Regions from separate parts of the Rattus norvegicus genome. Here region 2 is linked to region 1. The links are chromatin contacts, called in public Hi-C maps. All regions are on one chromosome and are shown on one strand. Each heading gives the region's core, a stretch centred on a gene start, on an enhancer-like site or on the middle of the called end of the contact. The rest is flanking DNA. Distances are from core to core; before and after follow the strand shown. Region 1 overlaps Ankrd28 (ankyrin repeat domain 28). Region 2 holds the start of Ankrd28 (ankyrin repeat domain 28).

Region 1 (6,362 bases), core at 2,626-5,125:
AACTTACTTTTCAACATACAGTAGTAGTATATCTGTATTAGAACAGTTTTCCCTTCCATCTCCCTTACTCTTGGCATACTAGGTATATTCTAAAAGACCCTATGTACTTGCTGTCTAGCCTTATTAAAATTGTTTTTGTTGGGGTTGGGGATTTAGCTCAGTGGTAGAGCGCTTGCCTAGCAAGCACAAGGCCCTGGGTTCGGTCCCCAGCTCTGAAAAAAAAAAGAAAAAAAATTGTTTTTGTTTATACTCTAATGAAAGGAAACAAAGGCAGATTTTTCAAAGTGTTCATTTAGATTCCAAATAAGACCCTAAGTTCTTATGCATAAACTCTTCAATCTATACTACCTTAAAAAGGGCACTTTACCTTCTGTTGTTAAAACAGAAAACTCACTGTTTTCCTAAGCTCATCATTTTCTAGAGGTCTTCTCCATTGCTGGCTGTTGCTTTGCTTCCATTCAGTGTCATCTCCAGAATGCCTGTGCTTGTGTGCTGAGAGGACAGACAGGCGACACAGCTTCTTTTAGTCCTCCCCTTTGGCCAATATGCTTGCCTGTACGCAGGTCATCTTATTAGGTGACTATTTCTGCTGTTGTATCTGTCAGTTCAAGTAGACATTTGTCTCAGGGCAGTCAGATGGCTCACTGGGCTAAGACACTTGATAGCAAGCCTGAGAAGCTAAGCTGACCCCGAGCCCATGTGACGGGAGGAGAGGACCAACGCCCACATATTTCCTTTGACCTCTATGAGGTGTGACACACACACACACAATGAGGTGTAAACACGCATACACAATGAGGTGTAACACACACAATGAGGTGTAACACACACATACACAATGAGGTGTAACACACACACAATGAGGTATGACACACACAATGAGGTGTGACACACACACACAATGTGGTGTGACACACACAATTAGGTGTAACACATACATACACAATGAGGTGTGACACACACACAATTAGGTGTAACACACACATACACAATGAGGTGTGACACACACACACAATGAGGTGTAACACACACACTTACACACACACACACACACACACACAATGAGGTGTAGCACACACAATCAAAACAACTTCCATTACTGCCCTGCCTTAAGTGTCACACATGCCAATCTGTTGCACTGAAAATACACCATGACACTCTATACAGCTCTGCCTTTCTCTTCCAGGCTGTTCCCTCTTCCTGGCTACCTCTCCATCCATAGAATATCCAGTAGGACTATATAAAATAAGGTAGAAAATTAGATAGCAGCTAAGACATGAAGGGCCATGAGTCCACATTATAACAAAAACATTTTAATCTGAAAAACGATGAAATATACATTTAAAACCAAATTGAAAAGTGAAAATCAAGTTTATACATAAAAAAAAAAAATCTCACTATGGACATAAAAGGTAACCCAGAACGAGCCGCTACTATGGCAGCACTAACCAGCAGTACGCTACTGCAGAATTCTAGGCAGAAACCACAGACAGTGAAAGATGGGGAACTCAATTTCTCTAGAGGAAAACAAACGAAAACCTGCCAACAACCATCAACAGCAGCGATCTGCCTTTCAGACTTCTGGGCTAGCATTTCCATTGCTGACATGCTGACGTCAATAAGTAAACAATACGAAGCTTAGACAGCACGCATAGAAGATCTTATGACCATCACTTAGGATCTGAAAACCACTGTAACGCAGGATAAAAGAACGATTAAAATACAGCACATGCCACAAAATGCACATATCCCCTGTGTATGTGACCTGCAGGCAGGAGCCTTACAAAGGCCGAGCGAGCAAGCACTCTATCCACTGAGCTATGGGTCTGTTCCTCAGTAGGAATTCTAGAAACAACGCAGGACCTAGAAACCTTACCTGGATAAAACAGAGACAGACAGACAGACAGAGGCAGAGGGAGAATTGTAAGATAGTCTTAGTTACTAAGTTTCAGTGTTGGGAATTGAACTCAGGTCTTCTACATGTTAGGTAGAAGCCCAGAAGGTATGGGGTGTGTGTGTGTGTGTGTGTGTGTGTGTGTGTGTGTGTGTGTGGTGTTGATGTTGTTGCTGTTGCTGTTGCTGTTGTTCTTATTTTGGCTCTTAATGTTTTCAAAAAGCAACAACAGACCAATTAAGCCACAGCAGGATTATGGGTTATTTATTCTCCCCTTCACAGCTCATGTATTTACTTCTGAGTAACAGTACTCCTTAGAGCCAGGACTCTCATTTTGCTGAACTGAAATATCATCCTATAACTAAGAAAAGTAAAGCCCAGAAAGGTTCAGTGACAATGGTCCCCATTACCAAAGCTTACAGACTCCATACACGAAGACTCACTGCTGAGAGCACAGGGAGACCCATGGCTCCAGCCGCATATGGAGCAGAGGACGGCCTTGCTGGGCACCAATGGGAGGGAAAGCCCTTGGTTCTGCCAAGGCTCAATGCCCCAGTGTAGGAATGTCAGGGTAGGGAGGCAGGAAGGGGTGGGTGGGTAGGGGAGCACCCTCACAGAAGCAGGGGGAGGGAGGACGGGGGTGAACAGGAAACTGGAAAAGGGTATAACATTTGAAATGTAAATAAAAAAATAAAAAAAAAAAGAAGTCTGCTAAAAAGTAAACCTACAAGTCAGAGCCCTTCATCTATGCTACTGTGATACTCTGAACAAGTGGTTCTCAACCTGTTGGTAGTGACCTCTTTGAGCAGGTCTGCATGTCAGATATCCTGCATATCAGATATTTATGTTATAATTCATAGCAAAATGGTAGTTATGAAGTGACAATGAAATAATTTTATGGTTGGGGTCATCACAACATGAAGAACTGTATTAAAGGATGATAGCATTAGGAAGGTTGGGAAAAGGTCTTCTAAATTTACTGGGTTATAAAACCCTCTAAATTTATTCCCCCAAAGCTGTAAAATAACAGCTAGAAGACTGGCCCAGAAGCAAACTGCTCTTGCAGAAGACCCACGCTCTGCTCCTAACACGGGTGGCTCACGTCCGTCTGCTCCAGCAGATCTGAGAACACCTGCACTCACATGTGAACACTGACACACACTCAGACAGTCTGAGCAGACGCCAAGATGGGTAGTCTTTTATGTTTGCTTTCTCCTCTGCACTAGAACCTTGTTATAATCCCAATAACGCCAAACTACTCAACTCACTCAAATAAGGAATGTCAATAAACCATCATAATATTGATCAAAAGCATTTATTAAAAAGATGTGAATGGCTATGGGACAGGAGAAAAGAAAAAAATGATCATCAAAGACAGTTTCTAAAACCTGAGCTTCCTATATTTTAACTATTATAACCTAAGAAATTGTGATTTTTTTTTCTTGGATGTCATTTAAACTACAATATCAACTGTGTGCTTCGGGGTAGACAGCTTGCCTAGGATGTATAAGGTCTTTGGCTTGATAAAGCTATTGCCTGTAGTATCAGAGTATCTTTTCTTTCTTTGGTTTTATTGAGACATGGTCATGCCCTAGATGTCCTGGAACTCACTCTGTGAACCAGATTGGCCTTAAATTCCCAAGGATCCTCTTGCTTCTGCCTCTCGAATTCTACAATTAAAAGCATATGCCACCACTCTCATCTTCAAAACATCTAGAATGTTTTAAAGGTGATAACTGAAACATTATATTAGGAAATACAGTAAGGCACAGGTCTTGAACATTCCACTCACATACAAGGATTTATCCTTGAGGGTAAAAATATAAATTAAGTATGTTGCACATGTCTGCAATCCTAAATTTCGGGAGGCAGGGGAAGGTGTTTTGCCAAGAGCTCACGACCAGCCTAGAATTACACAATGACACACTGTCAAAACATACACACAAAACACGCACACACGCATGCACACATTCACTCACTTCAACTGTATAGTATACCACAAGATTTTTTTAATTTGTTTAAACTCACTTAAACTATATGACAAACTATCCCACCACCCTCATTTTACCATGGATTTTCAAAAATGGTTCCCTTATAAAAATTTAGAAAGGCTAATAACAATGCAAACGCACCACCCAGTGGCAAAAGGTAAGAACTACAACTTTTGCAAGGATAATAGCAAAAGCAGGTTGGAAATTCAGTAGTCTTGAATTATTAACAGAGAAAAAGGGTGTGTGTGTGTGTTTTAATAGTAATCTACTATTTGGTGCAATTTTTACAAGTAAAATTATTTATCAGATAAAGTCTCATAGGTTTATTTTTGTGTTTTACATAGGAATTTTTGTTTGCTTTTCTGTTTTGCCCATCCATTTCTCAAAGGCTGGGCTAAGAAATGAATTAGAATAAAGTACATTTTATGATATGTCCAAAGTCTTTATAAGTCAAGAGTTATAAACTTGTTTACAAATAACAGAAAGTAGAAAAGACATAGATTTTCTAGTGAAAACCTAGTTATCAACAACCATCCCAGGTAACAACGAATTAGCCATTCAACATGCTTCTAAAAGTATAGTTAAGTGTGGTGGCTCACGGGAGCAGAGGCAGGCAGATCTCAGTGATGCCCTGTCTCACGGGGGTGGTATTGGTGAGGGATGAGGAGAGTGATGAGACATGAAGGAAAGGACTGGGAAATGGAAGGGGGGAAGCCCTGAGGACCCCTCCCCAGTGGGTGTCTATCAGTGCCGCAGAAACAAAACAAAACAGGTCATTTGGAAGGTACTCTAGATTTCTTAAGAGGAAGCCAAGATACACCATCAATTATGTATCACAGACATGAATCCTGAATATGACCATATTCACTCTAGCTTAATATACCAAATAATTTTCTCCTAGTAGAAAACCTAACTTATCAGTTTTCTTCTTTAAAAAAAAAAAAGCTAAATAAAACTAACAGCATATTAAATTTAAAAACTCCAATGAGCTGTTTTCCTGTTTTGAAGCAATTTTGTATTGCGTCCACTTCGCACCATGCAGCATTACTGCTTAGCGGGCACAGGACACCTCACAAAGGACAGCAAGCAAAGTGCTGCCCGGCCTATGAAGCAACACCACGGAGCCAAGCTGCTTCCTGTGATGCCTGCAGAGTATTCACAATGTTTCCATTCCACACGTGAAGGCCAGCAGACAGCAGCACAATCATCAAACCTCTGCCTTACCAGAGCCCCGCTCTAACGCTCCTCCTCTGGGGTCTGAGAAAGACTCTAAGATACTTTCACTGAACCCACGGGAGACACTCACACAGCGGAAGTCTCCTTGTGTTTCCTATGGCTGCTAATGATTAAAGTACGCACTACATTTACTATGTAAGGAAATGAGGAAAGGAATGGAGAGCAGGGCAGTGGGATGCAAGTATTTGTTGGTTTCACGGGACAAAATAAAACAAATTCTGCAGTACTGCTCATTGTCCCCAGCTACTTAATACTTTCTTGTCTGGGCTTCTCTGAGAACATGAAGTAAGATTTATAGGCCCCTTCCCGCTGAAAATCTACCAGAATTATTAAGTTGCTATATACTGAAGCCTTCAACCAACACAGGGCTCACTCTACATGAACTGTCTCCAAAGGGGCTGATATTATTACTTCACAAGTAGTTACACACATGGATAAGTAATGAGAAGGTATAAGTAGCAACAAAGTAGCCAGTCACAAAGGTTGGCAGGGTCACTACACAAGACTACTATATACCCCCTAACAGGGAGCCCCACACTACTTCCCACACTCCTATGAAGGCAGTAGTTGTACTATTTGAGTTCTACAAGCCTATGACAGAAAGCAGAAATCAAAAGCAAAAACTGGCCAACCTTCAAAATGAATGAGCTATATACTTTAAGAAAACACTGAGTTATTAAAATGATACAAAGTTTACTTTGATTTTTTTTACTGATTCAGAATTTAGTTTTTAACCCTATCAAGAAAACTAATTTGTGTAGGATATATATTTTTATTCCTGTTATTTTTTTTAAAAGAAAGTTTTTTTATGTAGTCCAGGTTGACCTCAAATCCTCAATCCTCCTGCCTCCAATTTCCAACTACGGGGATTACAGATGTATACATGCAATATTTACACATACACACACACACACACTCACACACACACAATATAAAAACACACACATATATACACATATATTTTTAGAGCCTGCCTTATATAAAAACTGAGTCTTGCTGGATTCTTGAAGAAACTCAAACTATGGGGTGTTCATATTTCAGAACAGGTCACAACCAATTTCCTTAAATCTTAAGAACACACACAAGCAAAAGTCCGTCTATATTTTCTGATAACATGTCCAACCACTTTACCAATTTGTTTATACATGGTTTGTCTTAAGAGGCTGTCAGTGATGTATAAAATGTTGTTTATATATTAATATGTGAAACATTAATCTCAAATTTAAGACTTTACTATAGTA
Region 2 (6,362 bases), core at 2,133-4,632, 39 kb after region 1:
ATTTCAGAAATACTAGACACACCTGCACAACAAAGGCTCAGGGCTGAGCAGTGACTAGCATGCCTGACACTAAGGTCATGATCTCCACCACTCCCCATCAGTTTCTACATACAAGTGCCAGTTGCTATTTAGCTTCTGAAATAGGAAACCTAAACAAAGACCAGCAACCTTCCTTAATAAAACATAATGCTTATGATTTAAAATGTAACCATATATGAATAATTTTCATCACCTAAGGAGAAAAATAGCCAGTGATAACCTCAGGAGAGAAAAATCCTAACACTGTTACGGATGAATGTTATATAAGCCAAATTAAAGTAATTCAGGAAAAAAGTTCCCATCTACTGTTATCAACAGAAAACAAAGTTTCATTTTACTAACAATTTAAAAAATATTTTCATCTACTCATGGGCAGAAAGTAATACAATAATTCTTTCTTATCCCCTTAATTACATGCTGCCACAAAATAAATGCTGTCATATTCTGACTACAGAATGAGGACAATTTCCTTTATTTGCTTAATGATTTTATATCTGTCTTCACTGTGTATCTTTCATGTATGTGTCTGTGTTCCTGTGGGTGCCCATGTGCAAGTGGAGGCCAGAAATCAATCTCCAGTGTCATTCTTCACAAGTAAAAGTAAGTAGACTAGGCTGGCTGGTTAAGACGCCCAGGGATTTACCTGTCTCTACCTCCCCAGCGCTGAGATTACAAGCATGTGCCACTGTGCCCAGGTTTTTTTTTTTTTTTTTCTTTTCTTTTTTTTTTTCGGAGCTGGGGACCGAACCCAGGGCCTTGTGCTTGCTAGGCAAGTGCTCTACCACTGAGCTAAATCCCCAAACCCATGCCCAGGTTTTTTATGGAGTTTTTGGGAACCAAACTCAGATTCTCATGCTTTTGTAGATGTGAGCTCTTTACTGATAGTATCATCTCTCACCTCTGATTTTATATCTTTACGTAGAACTATTCTCAGACTTCAATGTTGAAGAAAATCCTTACTCATTCATGTCTAGCTTCTTTTTATTATTCTTTGCAAGGTTAAAAGTGATATCAACTACCTTCCATGTTTAAAATCCTGTGTACATATCCAGATCTTCTCACCCTTCCTCCAAAAACGACTTTGTCCGGCTAATGTGCTTTTCATACAAATGGAAAACATTAAACTGTTGCATCCCACTCCCTTTCTATCATCATTTCCAATGTCTTTTGACATATCAATACATAAACTGATTCTAAAGAAAAGGTGCAATTCCCTTTATATTAGACAAAACAGACTCTTCAGCTTTTGTCTTTCAAAAGAACCAGATGAGCCAATTTTTCAGTAGTACAGTAAGTCTTCCCCAGCGAGGCCATCTCATTAACTTAGTCAAGCATTCTCAAGTTTACAGGCGACATTTTAAAGATCAATATCACCACTGGGTATTAACAAATATTATATAAAACTGAGTCAGTGTTATGACTGCTTCAAAACTCTAGTTACTCTAATGCAAAGATGCAAATGGATTTTTATTTTTTATTCATGGTTTTTATAAATAGCCTACCAAATCCCTAATACACACAATGACCAAATCACAAAATACATTTCCAAAACTGAAGGAAGGATTAGAACAAATATGCAGGTACAAAGTGTTACTACAGTAATAAAGATTAGTTGAAAATCTAGATCTTGAGTTTTATGGTATTAGCTATGTAAGAATTAGATGATTTGGGCTTGAACGCTGCTTGTTATTAACAGGTTTTTTTTCCCTGACAGAACTTTGTGCAATGAGAGGCTTTACTGTATTTAATACAGTAACCGAGCGACCTGTAGCTAGTTAGCACTTTTGAAAAGCAACTAGCACAATTATGAAACTATATTTTAATTGTAATCAGCTTAAAGACACTGTGCGTAACTGATGTAACATGCTGAACAGTAAAGTTATTCACATAATTTGAAATACAAATTTATCAACCAGTTTTTCAAAGTATCATAAACTATTGTTAATATCAGCTAAAATGATACGATAAAGCCAGCATTCAGCTTAAATAGAATATTCGCTTTTGAAATGAGAAATTAACATTAGCTAGATGCAGAACTTACGTTTTAATTGGTAGAAAAGTATATAAAACATATTAAGTTTTCCCCTATCTTTTTGTTAAGCCTGTGTCCTCTTTCTGAATGGTTTCTCAATCCATGCAAGTAACTTTCCCTTCAAATCTGTTCCGTATCTCCTATTCAGAAAAACAATGGCAAAATAGGTACTTAGCATTAATAGGTTCCCACGACTCTGTGAATTCCACTGGTTAATTTCCCTTTTCCTTAGGAGAGACGTTTAACACTGGGGAGCGTCTGCATCTCCTGAAAGTCTTATGATTCACCTTCCCACCTTTTTAAGGGTAACAAGCGTTCATTCAGACATAGTTGCGATTTCATTGGTAGATACAGTGTTATTTTTCCCAGCCCACAAGTGTCAGTCTTTTGAGCACTTCAGGTGTTCTTTGACAAGCTCTTCCTAAGTCAAGAAAACTAAACCAAGATGGTGCAGAATATGCCAAGAGAAAGAGTCTGGGGATATGCACGGTAACAACTAGACTCCAGCAGAATCAATCCGGACTGGTGGGTTTGCTTTCTTCCGCCACCACCTCTCCGCAGAGACAGTGCGGTGGACCGTGAACCACCCCACGCGGCGAACCCGAGAGCAAGGTCGTGACCCCGGGACACGGCCGCCGCCAGCACCGCTCCTACTCAGCACCGCAAAGCCACCTGTTAGGCCCGAGCCTCACCTGGCAGGAAAGAGGAGGCGCCTACCCGGCAGCGCGCCGGACGCGAGGGCGGCGAGCGCCGAACCCGCCCCTGTGGCCGGGGCCGCGATCCCCCGGCGGCACGTGGGTTTCTCGGAGCTGGGGCTGCACTGACAGGCGGACGGCCCGCACCGCTCCCGGCCCGGGACACTCTTCCCTCGCTGCCACCGAGCCGAGCGGGCACCCGGGCGGCCCACGCCGCGGGTACACCCTCCTCCGGTTCCTCGGTGGCGCGATCCCGCCCTGCCGCCCCTCACCTACCTGGTCGCGGAGTTTGAGGAACGCCATGGCGGTCGCCTCCGTTCCGCCACTACCCGCGCCCGGCGGGTAGGTGGCCGGCTACGTTGAAGAGAGCGCGGGCAGGGGGCGGCGCCGCCTCCCCGGCCGCCCGCCGCCGCCGCGAAGAGCCCCGCCGGTCCCGCCTCCTCCACCGAGGACTCCCGCCCTCTTTCTTCCGTCCTTTCTCTCCCTCTCCCTCTCAGCCACCTCCCACACGCAGCCGCCGCCTTCGCCGCCGCCTCACACCCCCTTCCCGAAATACCCTGGCAGCCCCCGCCGCCGCGCCGCTCCAGCCCGCGGCCGCGGCGGCATCCAAACTCCACTCCACAATATTACCACCACCGCCCGCCGCGATTGGCGGCCGCGCGGGGGAGAGGCCAGAGTAAGCCCGGCGCCCATTGGCCACGCCGCCGCGCTCGCTCGCGCCCAGGCCCCGCCTCCCCGCCGGGAGAGGGGCGGGGCACAGGAAGCGGCGGCGCGCGGAGCGGGCGGGCCAGGTGGCCGGGTTTCTGAGCGCGCGCCCCGGGCGCGGTGGGAGGAGCCGGGGCTGGAGGTGGGGAGGGACGGAAACTGGGTACCGGGTAACGGCCGGGGATGGCACGTGGAGGTGGCGTGCACAAGCTCAGCTCAGTCAGGTGCGGAGAAGGCAGCCGGAACCGGTGCGAGCGAGGGAGACCTCGGAGCTGATGCTTCTTCCATCAGAATAGCGAGGGCAACGGGGAACCGGACTCGCACGTGGAGCGAGAGTGAGAATGCCTCCGCGGCTCTGGGAGAGACGTGTACGTGGGGTTTGGGGAGGGACTGCTGGCACGCGGGATTGAAGGGCGTGGCCTTCACAGCCTGAACAGGTTGGGACCACCGAGCTTTTCTCTCCAAAGCGCCCCTTTCAATCTTGCATGTGTTTTCCCCCTTTCTTCTTTATCATCCAAAGGGTTTTGCCTCCCACTCGAGAGAAATCAATTTTTTCAAAAAGATGTGCAGGATTTCCAATAAATAGCATCCTTGGATGAAGAAGAGGAATGACTCTCTCGCCCTGGCACACACACCCACGCCAACCCACAGCTCAGAAAAGGCTTTTCTTTCTTAGGCAGCCGCACACTGTTACCATTCTAGGCTTGTGTGGGAGAGGATTGTTGTTCTGTGTCTGTCAGCCTGGGCGGCTCCAGCCCCTGATTAATAAAAGGTACAGATGGTTAGAACACAAACGTGAGATATCGGGCTTGGTTTAAAAAAAACAAAAAACAAAAACAAATCTCATCTTTTCCCTGCATTGGCGTGTCTCTTGGGACAGACTTAATTTAGAGAATTGATTTGAGCTGATTTGAGCCTAATGGCAGTCTAGAAAAATGGGGATCTGTGCCAGGACTGTCACTTTATTATAATGCTGCTATTAAAAACAACTCTTTAGCCCCACAAGAAAAGAAAATATCAAAGTGCAAGATCAAATGCAGTAAGAACCTTCCAATATTTCTTAACATAACTATGCCATAATTCTGCTGAAACATCCCTTTTCTAAAATTACATTTTTACCATGGATGGTATTTGCTACTTTAAAATGGAGGAATACTCATAACTGATGGAAGAGGCTTAGTCAGGGAAAAAAAAAGATTCTTGCTTTGCATTTTCTTCAAAGAAATTTATTCCTTTCTGCATCAACTCTGGCCAATGATGAGGTTTCTGTCACTCCCATGTCTCTACCAGGGCATTGAAGGTGAATGAGTTAGCAGTATGAAAGCTTTTGACTTCTTCAAAACAAAGGTGCTGTGACGACATTACTACAATATTTTGTGATTATAATTGTCCATGTGCTACAGCAAATAGAGTTTTACCTTCCTCGAGGATGAAAGATTTACTCTCTTCTGTGTATTTGCCTGTTTAACACTGAATGTTGACTCAGCAATTAATACAACTGAACAAACGCCCATCCTCAGTAAGCTCTCCTCTGGGTTAAAGTTCTACAATTTAAAAGCACAACAGGTACTTGATTAGGAACACAGCACAGACTGACTTGGGGAACATACAAGTGGTTTTGAGGGTATGGGTTGAGATAGCGGACCAAATGTGTATTAGGATTGAAGTGATGAAAATTTCTAATGAAGAGTAACTGGTGAAAGTATTTTACAGCATTCAATCTCTGCACTACAGAGTGTGTGATCGTGCTGCAAAGGTGCTCCAGTCCTTGGTGGGTTCACCTTTCTCCGTCTTGAATACTTTAACATCTTGTATGTCTTACTCGCTGTTTTTTTTTTTTTTTTTTTTTTTCGGAGCTGGGGACCGAACCCAGGGCCTTGCGCTTCCTAGGCAAGCGCTCTACCCCTGAGCTAAATGCCCAACCCCTCGCTGTTTATTTTTTAAAAAAGAAAGGTTAAGCTTAATATTACCAAGCCTACTCATATCACACAATCAAGCAAGATAATAATATGAAAAACTGGGAATTCTTAAGGACCACTCAAATTCAATATCAGTATTTTCATAGCTGTTGAGATAGTAGCAACTATTGCTTCTGGAAAAAAATAGAAATAAAACTTCTATATAATTAAGCAATAAATTGAAAAATATTTGTGTTCAAGTTTCATTAACATTAAAAGATATTCTTATTCTTGCATCTGTTAAAATTTTAAAGAGCTCAGCCAGGTGTGGCAGCATATGCCTTTTGTTCTAGCACTTGGGAATAATAGGCAGGTAGATCTCCATGAGGATGAAGCTATCCTGATCAATATAGCAAGTTCCAAACTGTCCAGGAGTCTACATGGTGATAACCTGTCATAAATAGACAGATAGGCTGGCCAGGAGGCTACATAATGAGACCCTTTTATAGATGGATAGATAGCTAAATCTGTGTTCTTGAAATGTACTACATACATCACAGTAACCAATAAGGAAGCTAACCGGGAAGCTACATAGGGAGACCGTGTTATAAATTAATAAATAAGATAACTATATTTCTGAAAAGTTCTGCCTACATCATACACATAACCAATGGGACTAAATACTAAAATGATATCAATAAAATCTCTCTCTCTTCCTCTTCCTCCTCCTTGTCCTCCTCCCTCTGTGTGAGTTTGTGAATGTGTGCTTGTGTGTATCCTTGCAACCTTGTAGAGGCTCGACAGAATGTCTTCCTCAATCACTTTCTGCCTTATTGTTTTTCAAACAATGTCTGTCACTAAACATGGAACTCCCTGTTTTGGCTAAACTGTCTGGACAGTAAGATTTGGAATCCAAACTTGGGTCCTCATGCTGTGCCATCTCCCAAGTCTTACATGTATCTCTTTTTCTGTATACCATTGATACTTCCCAAC

What was found. Hi-C and Micro-C count contacts between places; a contact is called where the count stands out from the background.
Region 2: a contact with region 1 is called in a Hi-C map of Schwann cells, with 2.7 times the contacts expected there. The contact joins the promoter of Ankrd28 here to the enhancer-like site in region 1. A contact is called at or near these places in 2 of 12 Hi-C or Micro-C datasets (Schwann cells and hepatocytes).

The regions. Positions count from the first base shown.
Region 1 is chr16:7,013,331-7,019,692 of GRCr8, forward strand. All of the region lies in intron 1 of Ankrd28 (ankyrin repeat domain 28), which reads right to left. Among named protein-coding and RNA genes, the nearest start is that of Ankrd28, 40 kb to the right of the region's middle. Within about 2 kb of position 3,876, at least 5 of the 93 cell types and tissues checked have an H3K27ac peak or open chromatin away from gene starts, as enhancers often do. A contact at or near this core is called in Schwann cells, where this site is marked.
Region 2 is chr16:7,053,211-7,059,572 of GRCr8, forward strand. Ankrd28 (ankyrin repeat domain 28) reads right to left here and starts at 3,383. Exons shown (of 28, transcript NM_001427331.1): 1 at 3,043-3,383. The coding sequence starts at 3,069.